Regions from separate parts of the Canis lupus genome. Here region 1 is linked to region 2. Evidence: chromatin contacts called from public Hi-C data. All regions are on one chromosome and are shown on one strand. The core of a region is the stretch at or near the end of the contact, and the rest is flanking DNA. Distances in the headings are between cores, read along the strand shown. Region 1 holds the start of TBC1D23 (TBC1 domain family member 23). Region 2 overlaps CMSS1 (protein CMSS1).

Region 1 (4,545 bases), core at 1,566-4,065, 280 kb after region 2:
ATAATAATAGTGTTTAAAACCATTTTAGAAAAGCTTCTGAAAACCCACCAGCAATTGAAGTGATGCAGTGGAGGTCTTGAAATTAGGATGGTAAATTGACCTAGAGTCATGCCTTTTACTCTTTTTTGATGGTTGTCACCAAAACCCTCATCTCCATGTTAAAAGAAATTTTCCCCACAGAAGGACTGAACATCCTGGTAAGGTCCTGGGCTTGGAAGTGGGTATAATAACATGCGGCTCTGCATCATCCCCCTGTTGGGAAGAGAGTAAACATGGTTTTGGTTGCTAATGAAATGGCTGGACTATGCTTTCTGCTTATTTTAGTCAAATAGTTTTAAAATCATGGGGGAAAAATCTGTATACCAAAGACTCTAAAAGAATATGGAACACCTACTGTACTACACTTCCCAGCTCTTAAACAAAATGTGGAGGCCGAGAAAATTAGGGCCATTCAAGTTTAACATCGGCACAAGTCCAGCCATTGGAGCTTGAGCTGCCATCTCCGGCCACTGTGACCAGGCCACTGTCACCAGGTACCCAGTCTGCCTTACCCCGCCCGGCCACAGAGAAAACCACAAAGCAGCCCTTATCGGAATAAGGAAGCAAGAGCTCGTGGGACCTCTTTACTGGAGATTCTCACACCCCCACCCTAGAAAAACCCCACCTTACCCCTAGACCAGCCCATAAACACCCAGCTGTACCCCTCCTCCCGGTTCAAGTCCCTGCCCCGCCCCGTGGGGTATACTCGGACCCAAGCTCCAGCTTGTTAATAAACCCTCATGTACTTGCATCCGTGTCGGCTCCTTGGTGGTTTTCTCAGATTCGCAGTCTTGGGCACAACACAGAATATTAAAAATACAATTGAAACCATTTCTTCTCCTTCCCTAAATGTAATTCTGAGAGCTGCAGGACTTTCCGCGGATAACGACTCATGCAAACTTCTGCACGAAGACATGTGACCAAACTCGCACGTTTTCTAGCAACCTAAGAGCACGTCCCCAGGAGGGCTCTAGCCCCCTTGGAGATGCAGCCCCCCACTAAGACGCCCCATTGAGAGAGTTCAAGCGCCAGGGGAATTTCCTCTTTGTTGCAGCCAATCCTGACCCCAGGCTCCTGGCTTCCCTTTCTTGGGCATCTGTTAGAAAGGGCTGACCACTGGGAGTATGTTCCTCTCACAGCCCAGAGTGTCCTTCTCCGGGACCTGAGAATCATCCCTTTGAAATGTAATCATCGGGAAGGACAGGGCCGCCCCCCAGCTCTGGGGGAGAGCAGGTTCTGACCCCACAGGTTGCCAGCGAGCAGGTGCAGCTGCCTCATCGCAGCCGGCTGGCCGAGCCTCCGTGACTTGTCACTTCTCTGCTCTACTGAGCCCCAGCGCAGCGGTTTGGCGCCTGCCTTTGGCCCAGGGCGCGATCCTGGAGACCCGGGATCGGATCCCACGTCGGGCTCCCGGTGCATGGAGCCTGCTTCTCCCTCTGCCTGTGTCTCTGCCTCCCTCTCTCTCTCTCTCTCTCTCTCTGTGACTATCATAAATAATAAATAAAAGAAAGAAATTCTACTGAGCCCCAGTCTCCCCCTCCCCCATGTAAGCACCTCTGCACCGGTTGGAATGGAGCTCGGCTCTTTCCCGTGCGGTCAGTCGTTTTTGTTTTTTAAGTTTTTTTTTCTTTTTGGAGTTCGATTTGCCAGCATACAACCCAAGACCAGTGCTCATCCCAAGTGCCCCCCTCGGTGCCCGTCTCCCAGGGGTAGCGGAAGGGGAAGTGGGCGGGGGTTGGGGGCACTGGGTGTCAGTTCGTTTTTGAATAAACTCGTTCTCACCGCCTTCGCTACTGTGTGGCTGCGTGAGAACTGCCGTTCATTCCAGTTCTCCCGTCCTTCCCCTTCCTTTTTATTTTATTTTATTTTTTCCCTTTCATTTGTAAAAGCACACCTGCATCTGCCCGTACGGTATACGGTGCTGCGTCTCCGAACGCCGCGCCTCCTCCGACCCTCCGCAATCTGCTTTGCGCGTTTAACGTCCCGTTCGGGGGACGCAGCCCCGCAGCTGGCGTCCCCGGGGCCAGTCACGGAGCCGAGAGCCGCGGCCTCGACGGCGCCGGGCGCGCGGACGGAGCCTGGAGCTGCAGGCACGGCTGCGCGGGCGGACGGACGGACGGACGGACGGTGAGGACGGCGGGGGGAGGAAGCGGAGCGGCAGCTCGGTCTGCAACCCCGGGAGCTCTAGAAACCCGAATGTGGATTTGACCTCCCAGCTTATGCGGAAGCTATATATAAAGGCGGGAGTCTAGAGCCCGTTTCCTTTATTTTCAGCGCGTTTTTCCCCAACAGCTTTCAAGTTTTGAGGCCGAAAGCATGCGGCCCGCCTGGTGCTCCGTGGACCGCGCCGCGCAAACCTTCCCTCGCTTCCAACTCTCCCGGGACCCCGCGGTCGCCGCGGGAAAGGGCTGCGGTGCGGCTACCCCGCGACGCTCCCCCGCCCCGCCCTCCACGAGCTGCGGCTCCCAATTCCGGTCTTGCTTAGTAGGACGCCCAAGGCGGCGGACAAGCCCCAAGGACGCGAAGACGCGACGCCCGCCGCGGCCGGGACCGGGTCGCGCTCCCCCGCGGAGTCCGGCTCCCCCGCCGAGCCCCGCCTACTCCCCGCCCCGCCCCGCCCACTCCCCGCCCAGCCCCGCCCACTCCCACGCCCTCCTTCCGCCCGGCTCCCCAGGGCATCCTGGGACTCGTAGTCTTTGACAGGGCAGCGGCTCGGACCAGGTCTCCTCCCCCGCTCCCCGCCCCGCCGCCTTTCGCCGTGGGGACGTCGTGACGTTGCGTTCCGCCCGTCCCTTGCCGCCTCCTCCCTTTCTCCTTTCCTCTCCCGGAGCTCGTTCCCAGACTTCCGAGGATCTTTTACGACATTGAGTCTCAGGAGTCGGTCCCGGCGCCGGGTCCACTTTTCGGCAAAGTGACGTGGACGTCAACAGCAATGGCGGAAGGAGAAGAGGTCCAGCCCCGGCCAACGTCGAGCGGTGAGGGCTGGTGAGTGAAAGCCCGGGGCTGACTCCGGCTGCCCCTCGGTTCTTCCTTCCCCCGCTCCCGCCGGTCCCGCAGGCACCGGCGGGCGCCGGCGTGGAGCGCGGGGACCCGCCTGGACCGCGTCCACTGGCCTGCCCCGCCCCCTCTCCGGGCCGGGCCCTCTCGGTACGGGCCTGAGGCGGGCCTCCGCGGGAGAGCGGGTCGCCCAGCGCCTGGGCCTCACCGCGGGGCTCCCGTGAGGGTCCCGGGGCCCCGGACGCGCTGGAGAGGCTGGCTTCAGGGCAGGGCTCAGCCGAGACCCGTGGTCCCGGGAGTTCCAGTAGGTTGGCTCGGGAGGAAGTTTCGGGGACGCACGTCCGAGGCGCGGGGCTCGCATCTGAGGACCCGGCCCTTGGCGTGACCCCGCGACCCTTGCCTGCGGGGGAGCGACGCGCCGGGGAGGATCCTGCCCACAGACTTGAGATGGTTCTTATTCTAGTTTTTATTTGTTTTGCGTTTCAACGGTTCTGACGATTCGGGCCCCACAAGTCGTTTTTCTTCCTGCCGCTTTCCCCAGAGCCCGACCGGGGCGGCCCCGGGGCTTCGCGGGAGCCGCGCTCGCCGCTGCCCAGCCTTTGCGCCTGCCCGGCCGCCTCGGGGCAACCGGGGGGCCCCTCCCGTCATGTTTTTGGTCGGCTTTATCCAGTGTCGCTAGTCTTCGGGAAAGGCCCCTTCCTACTTTTGAAATAGTTGATCTTTACAAGACGTTTTTAGGGACAGTATCATAAAAAAAAGATAGAGCCTCTAGAGGCTTTTTGGATTTTTATATTGAAGTACACTGACTGTATGTGTTAGATAGTTTCAGGTTTGCTTTTTCATCCTATGACATGTATACAGCTCGTGTATTAAGCTGTTGGCCTGAGAATCGTACGGGACATTTTAGACGTGGACTTTAATCCTTGAGAAAGAAACGGGATCATCGAAAGGTTCAGATAAGATAGTAACTGAGAAACCCAGCCCCGAATCCGCAGACGTCCAGTACCGCCTAGGTGCGTGCATGTGCACTCCAGGATTCGGCAGGAAGACGCACCGGTGACCTGGATGTAGTTTCTTTTCTCAATTTGCTTATATTGGAGCTGTGACAGTTACACTCGGGAGCAAGTTAAATTGATCCAGCTCTTTGGGAATGTGAGTGAAAGCGCTATGGGGTTTCAGGGGGGACAGAAGCGACTTCCACTTGCAGTTATTGGAGAAAGCGTCAAGGAAGCAAAGATGTTTGAATTAGGCCTTGAAGAGTCCACAGGATTTAGACTAGTGCTGTCCAGTGGAAGTGGAATGTAAGCCACATATGTAATTTAAACATTTCCTTTTTTTTTTTTAAAGATGTAAAAAAAATTTAAGTAACCTCTGCACCCAACCTGGGCTTGATTGAACTCAAAGCCCTGAGATCAAAAGTTACATGTTCCGTTGACTGAGCCAGTCAGGTGCCCCTGTAATTTGACATTTTCTAGTAGCCACATTAAAAACCAAAACAAAACCAGTTGA
Region 2 (4,646 bases), core at 2,021-4,520:
ACATTGTCAGGTGAAACAAGTTAGAAAACAAGAACAAACTGAATTAGGAGGAAAGAGCCTATCATTTTAGGACATATAATTAAAACTCATTCAATTATATTCAACTGAGGATCATAATTTAGCCCTCAGGGGGCAGGATAAACTAATAATGAGTGCATGAAGCAAGCTTGAAGGAGATAGACAATGAACATCTCAGTGTTCTCTTTCCCACCTCTGGGCATGGGCTCAGGTGTCTGGCACACCTGTGTGGATTCAGCTCCACCACTTCCTAACTCTGTAAACATGACTGCGTTCCTTAACCTTTTTGAATGTGCAACACCAGAAAATAGTAGCATCCTCACAGATTTGTTAAGACAGGCTCATGAGATAAGAACAACAGTCAGTAGTTACAATCAATAATAATGAATGCCTGCCAATGTTCCAGGGACTGTGCAGGACATCTTAGATGATCTCAGTTAAGTCACTGAAACACTTCTTACTTAACAGGCTTTCAACTTCCACCTGCTGCTACCCTTCTCATCCCAAGTTTGCCAGGTGCAAATAAGAGGGATTTCTCTTATTTGTTCAGGTATTACTTCACCCATTCATTTGTGCATCTCTTCAACAAATGCATAATGAATTCATTCTAGTTCAAGAAACTGTTCTAAGTGCTTGGAAGTACAGCAGTTAGTGACCAAGAGAGACAAAGTCCCTACTGTTGTACATTCTAGTTCAGGAGACTGATAATGGACAGGCAAATAAATGTAATATTTCATGCAGTAGTGAGTGCTATAAAAAAAAGAAAAATAAACTAGAGTAAGCAGATAGAAGGTGACCCCAGTACCAGGAGACAGAGAGAAAGAGAGAGTTCTATTTTAGATAGAATAGTTTAGGCTAAGAGACATTTCAGCAATCCTGAGTGTATTTGTGTCGTGTCATACCAAAAGTAACATTCTTACTTGGATGTGGAAGTCAAATATGCAGTGAATTTTAGAAAAAAAAAATATTTAAAAAAATCAATAGCATATATTATTGCATATTTTCTTTGGGCTAGCAAGCAAACAGTAATACAGTGTCTTAATAGTAATAAAGCTCTTAGAAAGTAGAACATAGTAGTAAGGCTATATAATAAATATGTGCTACTATTGGTCTATTTGAAGCGAGTAAAAAGATACTGTGACCGACATATACTACACATTCCTGCCTATAACTAAACAGCGGATGTGTAGAAAGCATACATAAAGATAGAAGTGGATGATAATATGATGTCATTGGATGATTTGGGTAAATTATTAACCCATGTCCAAAACAAATATGTTGACACCATGAACTTGGGAACAGAAACTCCACAAGGGAACTGCAGCGAGATTACTAGATTGCTAGGTCTAGGCTTTACTCCAAAAACTAACAGTCTCAGCCCAGTGGCTTTCTTTTAGCAGCTTAAAGATGTCACATCATTGTCTTCCGACTTGCAAAGTTTGTGGCAGAAAGTTTGCTACAATTCTTATCTTTATTCCTCTTTTTTTCTTTCTTTTTCTGGCTACCTTCAGATTTCCTCTTTATTTTTAGTTTTCAGTAGTTTGGATATATGATTTTGTTATTGTTTATCCTACTCTGGGTTTCTTGGACTTGTGGCTAATGTCTTTAATTGTTTTTTGGAAAAATTTTGACCATTGTCCCTTCAAACATTTCTTCTGTCTTGTTCTCTTCTGGTAAGAGGTTTTCTTTGGTTTCCCTCCCTGCCCCTAACTTTTTCATGAGAACCTGGTGGAAGTGGAGAAGAGTCTGGAAAGTGGATTTGAACACCCTTGTGACTGCAGGTCTCAAGAGTCCTGTATTCTCAGTATAACCTATAAGTATCCTTTAGCAATATCTTAAATATTTAGCAGAATTCTTAGCTGCTTATAGTGGCTGATGTCTCTTGCTCTGTGTTCTGCCATAGGTGAACCAGTCCACAGGTTCTAGATTTCTTTGGAAGATCCTTAGACTTCAGGTGTTGAACCTCTGAACTCAGCTCTCTGGGCTCAAGGAATGTTACATTTTATATTTTATTCAGCTATTTCTTCTTTTTTAGGATATGACATTCTTACCAGCTTTCGATATGCTAGATGAAATCAGATTTCTAGTCCTTTGGTTTTTAAACAGTTCTATTGAGGGGTGCAGGTGGCTCAGCTGGTTGAGTATCTGACTCTTGATTTTGGCTCTGAGGATCATGAGATTGAGCCCCACATCAGGCTCAGTGATCAGCACAGAGTCTGCTTAAAATTCTCTCTCTCCCTCTATCTCTCTTCCCACTCACTCTCTCTCTCAAATAAATAAATAAATCTTTTAAATTAATTGATTAAACTATTCTATTGATGTGCTTCAGGAATTCTACAAACATGTGGTTCAAATGTTATTTTACAAATATTTTACCTGTCTAGAAATTTTAATAAATCACTAAAATGTCTTAAATACTAAGTCATCACATTGGAGAGCTACCAACTTAAAAATGTTGTTTTGTTAATTTGTTTTGTTTTGTTTTGTTTTAAACCTCATGAAGTCTGCCACCACTTCACATTATCTGTAGACTGGAATATCAGTGTAAACTTGAACTTGAATAGGAAGGGTGTGGCTCTACATCCTCAAATGCAACCCCATGTGTATCCACACATGTAGAATTGCAAAAGCAGAGGCCACTGTTGGCAAGCACAAACACAGGAGTCAATTAAATGTCAGGCAATGTCAATAACACCTACCTTCACAGCACACCAGTTACTTATACAGTAACAAGTGAATAGCTAGTATGCTGTACCATGGCATTAAAGTATGAGCACATATTGTTCTTTTCTTGATTTATACTTATGTAAATTTAAACAGTTTTTAAATATTTATAATAATTATACTTTGAGGCAAAAAAAAGTCTTGCCATATCTGTTTCAAGCCTTTCAATTAATTAAAAAGCTTTAATTTTTTTAGAAGTGAAAATTACCTTTATCTGTTTTAAATAAACAGATTCTGTGTAATGTTTGGTTTTCAAGAAAGAATTCTATTGCCAAAATACACATGTCCTCACCCTAGCCCCCAAAAATTAATTTTCACTGGCTTGGTAGAAGGAATAATAATAATAATGACCAATAGTTAAACAGAACTTACAATTGACATACTTTTCTAAGAATTTTACATCTATGTTGTTTAATTTAATCCTTATATCAAGCCTATGAAGTAGGTACTATTATCATCCCCATTAATCAGATAAGGGAACCAAGCACATGGTATATGTGAGATCACACAGTTAGTAAACAACACACCCAGGAGTCAGACCTAGGCAGTCTGGTTCCAGAGTGTGGGTTTCTCACCATGAACCATGAACTGTGCTGGTAAAATGTTAAAGAGGAAGTCTGATTTCATTTTGAAATTTTCTTTCTTCTTCCTATACAATATATGTCTTTTTCTTCCTCTTTCTCCTTGCCCCCCTGTCTCTGTCTCTCAGTCTCTCTCCTTTTCTCTAGCTATACTTCCATTTCTCCACTTGTAGATTAAGTGATAAATGTGTCCGTTTACCCTTCAGGGTACAATGATACTTAATAAGTTAACTACTTTTAAAAGTACTTTAAGGGTCAGAAAGTAAAGGCCAAACTACTAAGCATAATTGTTGAAAACAGGAGGGTTTTGGTCTGTTTCTATTATCTTTTCTGAGTGAATTTAAGATATTCTATACATCAACAGTCTTACTCATTCTATTCTATTGCTTTCACTTGCTACTGTGGACATTTTCATTCTTTCTTCATTGAACAAATTCTCACTGAACATACTCTAGGTGCTAGAGGCACTGGACATCAAGGACTGAACAATTAAGTAGTTTAAAACATGACCCCCTACTTGTAGGCATTCTCTGCCCAGGTCACAGGTCTTGATGCTCACAGCTGAGGTGTTGTGTGTGCTTAAGTGACAGTCAAAATCTTTGCTTTGGAAGAAAAGTCCCTAAACAATAGTATTTAATTTTAATGGTTATTGTTTGGGGCTTAGCCTTTTATAAATGAAAAATTAATATTTCTATGAAGAAGAAATTAAGCCAAGTGACTTTTATTTCTTTGAAGTTGCATTTTAGGAAAAGTCAACTCATTGAGTATCATATTAAATGAAACCCTCGGTAACTGGAACTTGAAAGGACTTTAAAATTACTCACTTTTGAGGTGTGCCTATTGCTTTAATTTTTGCTAAACATGGAAGAATGAAAAGAAGAGAAAGCCACATTGCATCTAATGCTGTCATGTATTCTCTCTGTATTCCAGGTATCATTCTGAAAGTCACCTGTGGTCTACCTAGATATAAAACATTACAAAGTAGTCAAAAATGAACACTTTCCTAGAAAGCCATATTTTGCAGGAAATAGATTTGAAGGGTCTCCTGGGTGGTTCATTCAGTTAAGCGTCTGACTCCTGATTTCGGCTCACCATTCCCTCATGATCTCAGGGTGGTGAAATTGAGCCCTGTATTGGGCTCCATGCTCCATGGGGAGTCTGTTTAGTATTATCTCTCTTTCTCTCTCTGTCCCTCCCCATGCTTACACAAGAAGAAAGAAAGAAAGAAAAAGAAAGAAAGAAAGAAAGAAAGAAAAGAAAGAAAGAAGAAAAGAAAAGAAAGAACGAAAGAAAGAAAGAAAAGAAAGAAGAAAGAAGAAAGAT

What was found. A called contact is a pair of places that touch in the nucleus more often than the background predicts.
Region 1: a contact with region 2 is called in a Hi-C map of blood, with 1.9 times the contacts expected there. The contact joins the promoter of TBC1D23 here to the enhancer-like site in region 2. A contact is called at or near these places in 2 of 9 Hi-C or Micro-C datasets (both in blood).

Annotation. Positions count from the first base shown.
Region 1 is chr33:7,284,887-7,289,431 of UU_Cfam_GSD_1.0, forward strand. TBC1D23 (TBC1 domain family member 23) reads left to right here and starts at 2,816. Exons shown (of 19, transcript XM_038582599.1): 1 at 2,816-3,024. The coding sequence starts at 2,972. LOC106558146 (a long non-coding RNA gene) reads right to left here and starts at 2,585. Exons shown (of 3, transcript XR_005383202.1): 1 at 1,934-2,585; 2 at 49-252.
Region 2 is chr33:7,008,616-7,013,261 of UU_Cfam_GSD_1.0, forward strand. All of the region lies in intron 1 of CMSS1 (protein CMSS1), which reads left to right. The region is part of intron 1 of FILIP1L (filamin A-interacting protein 1-like); the gene reads right to left. Among named protein-coding and RNA genes, the nearest start is that of FILIP1L, 140 kb to the right of the region's middle. Within about 2 kb of position 3,271, at least 3 of the 20 cell types and tissues checked have an H3K27ac peak or open chromatin away from gene starts, as enhancers often do. A contact at or near this core is called in blood, where this site is marked.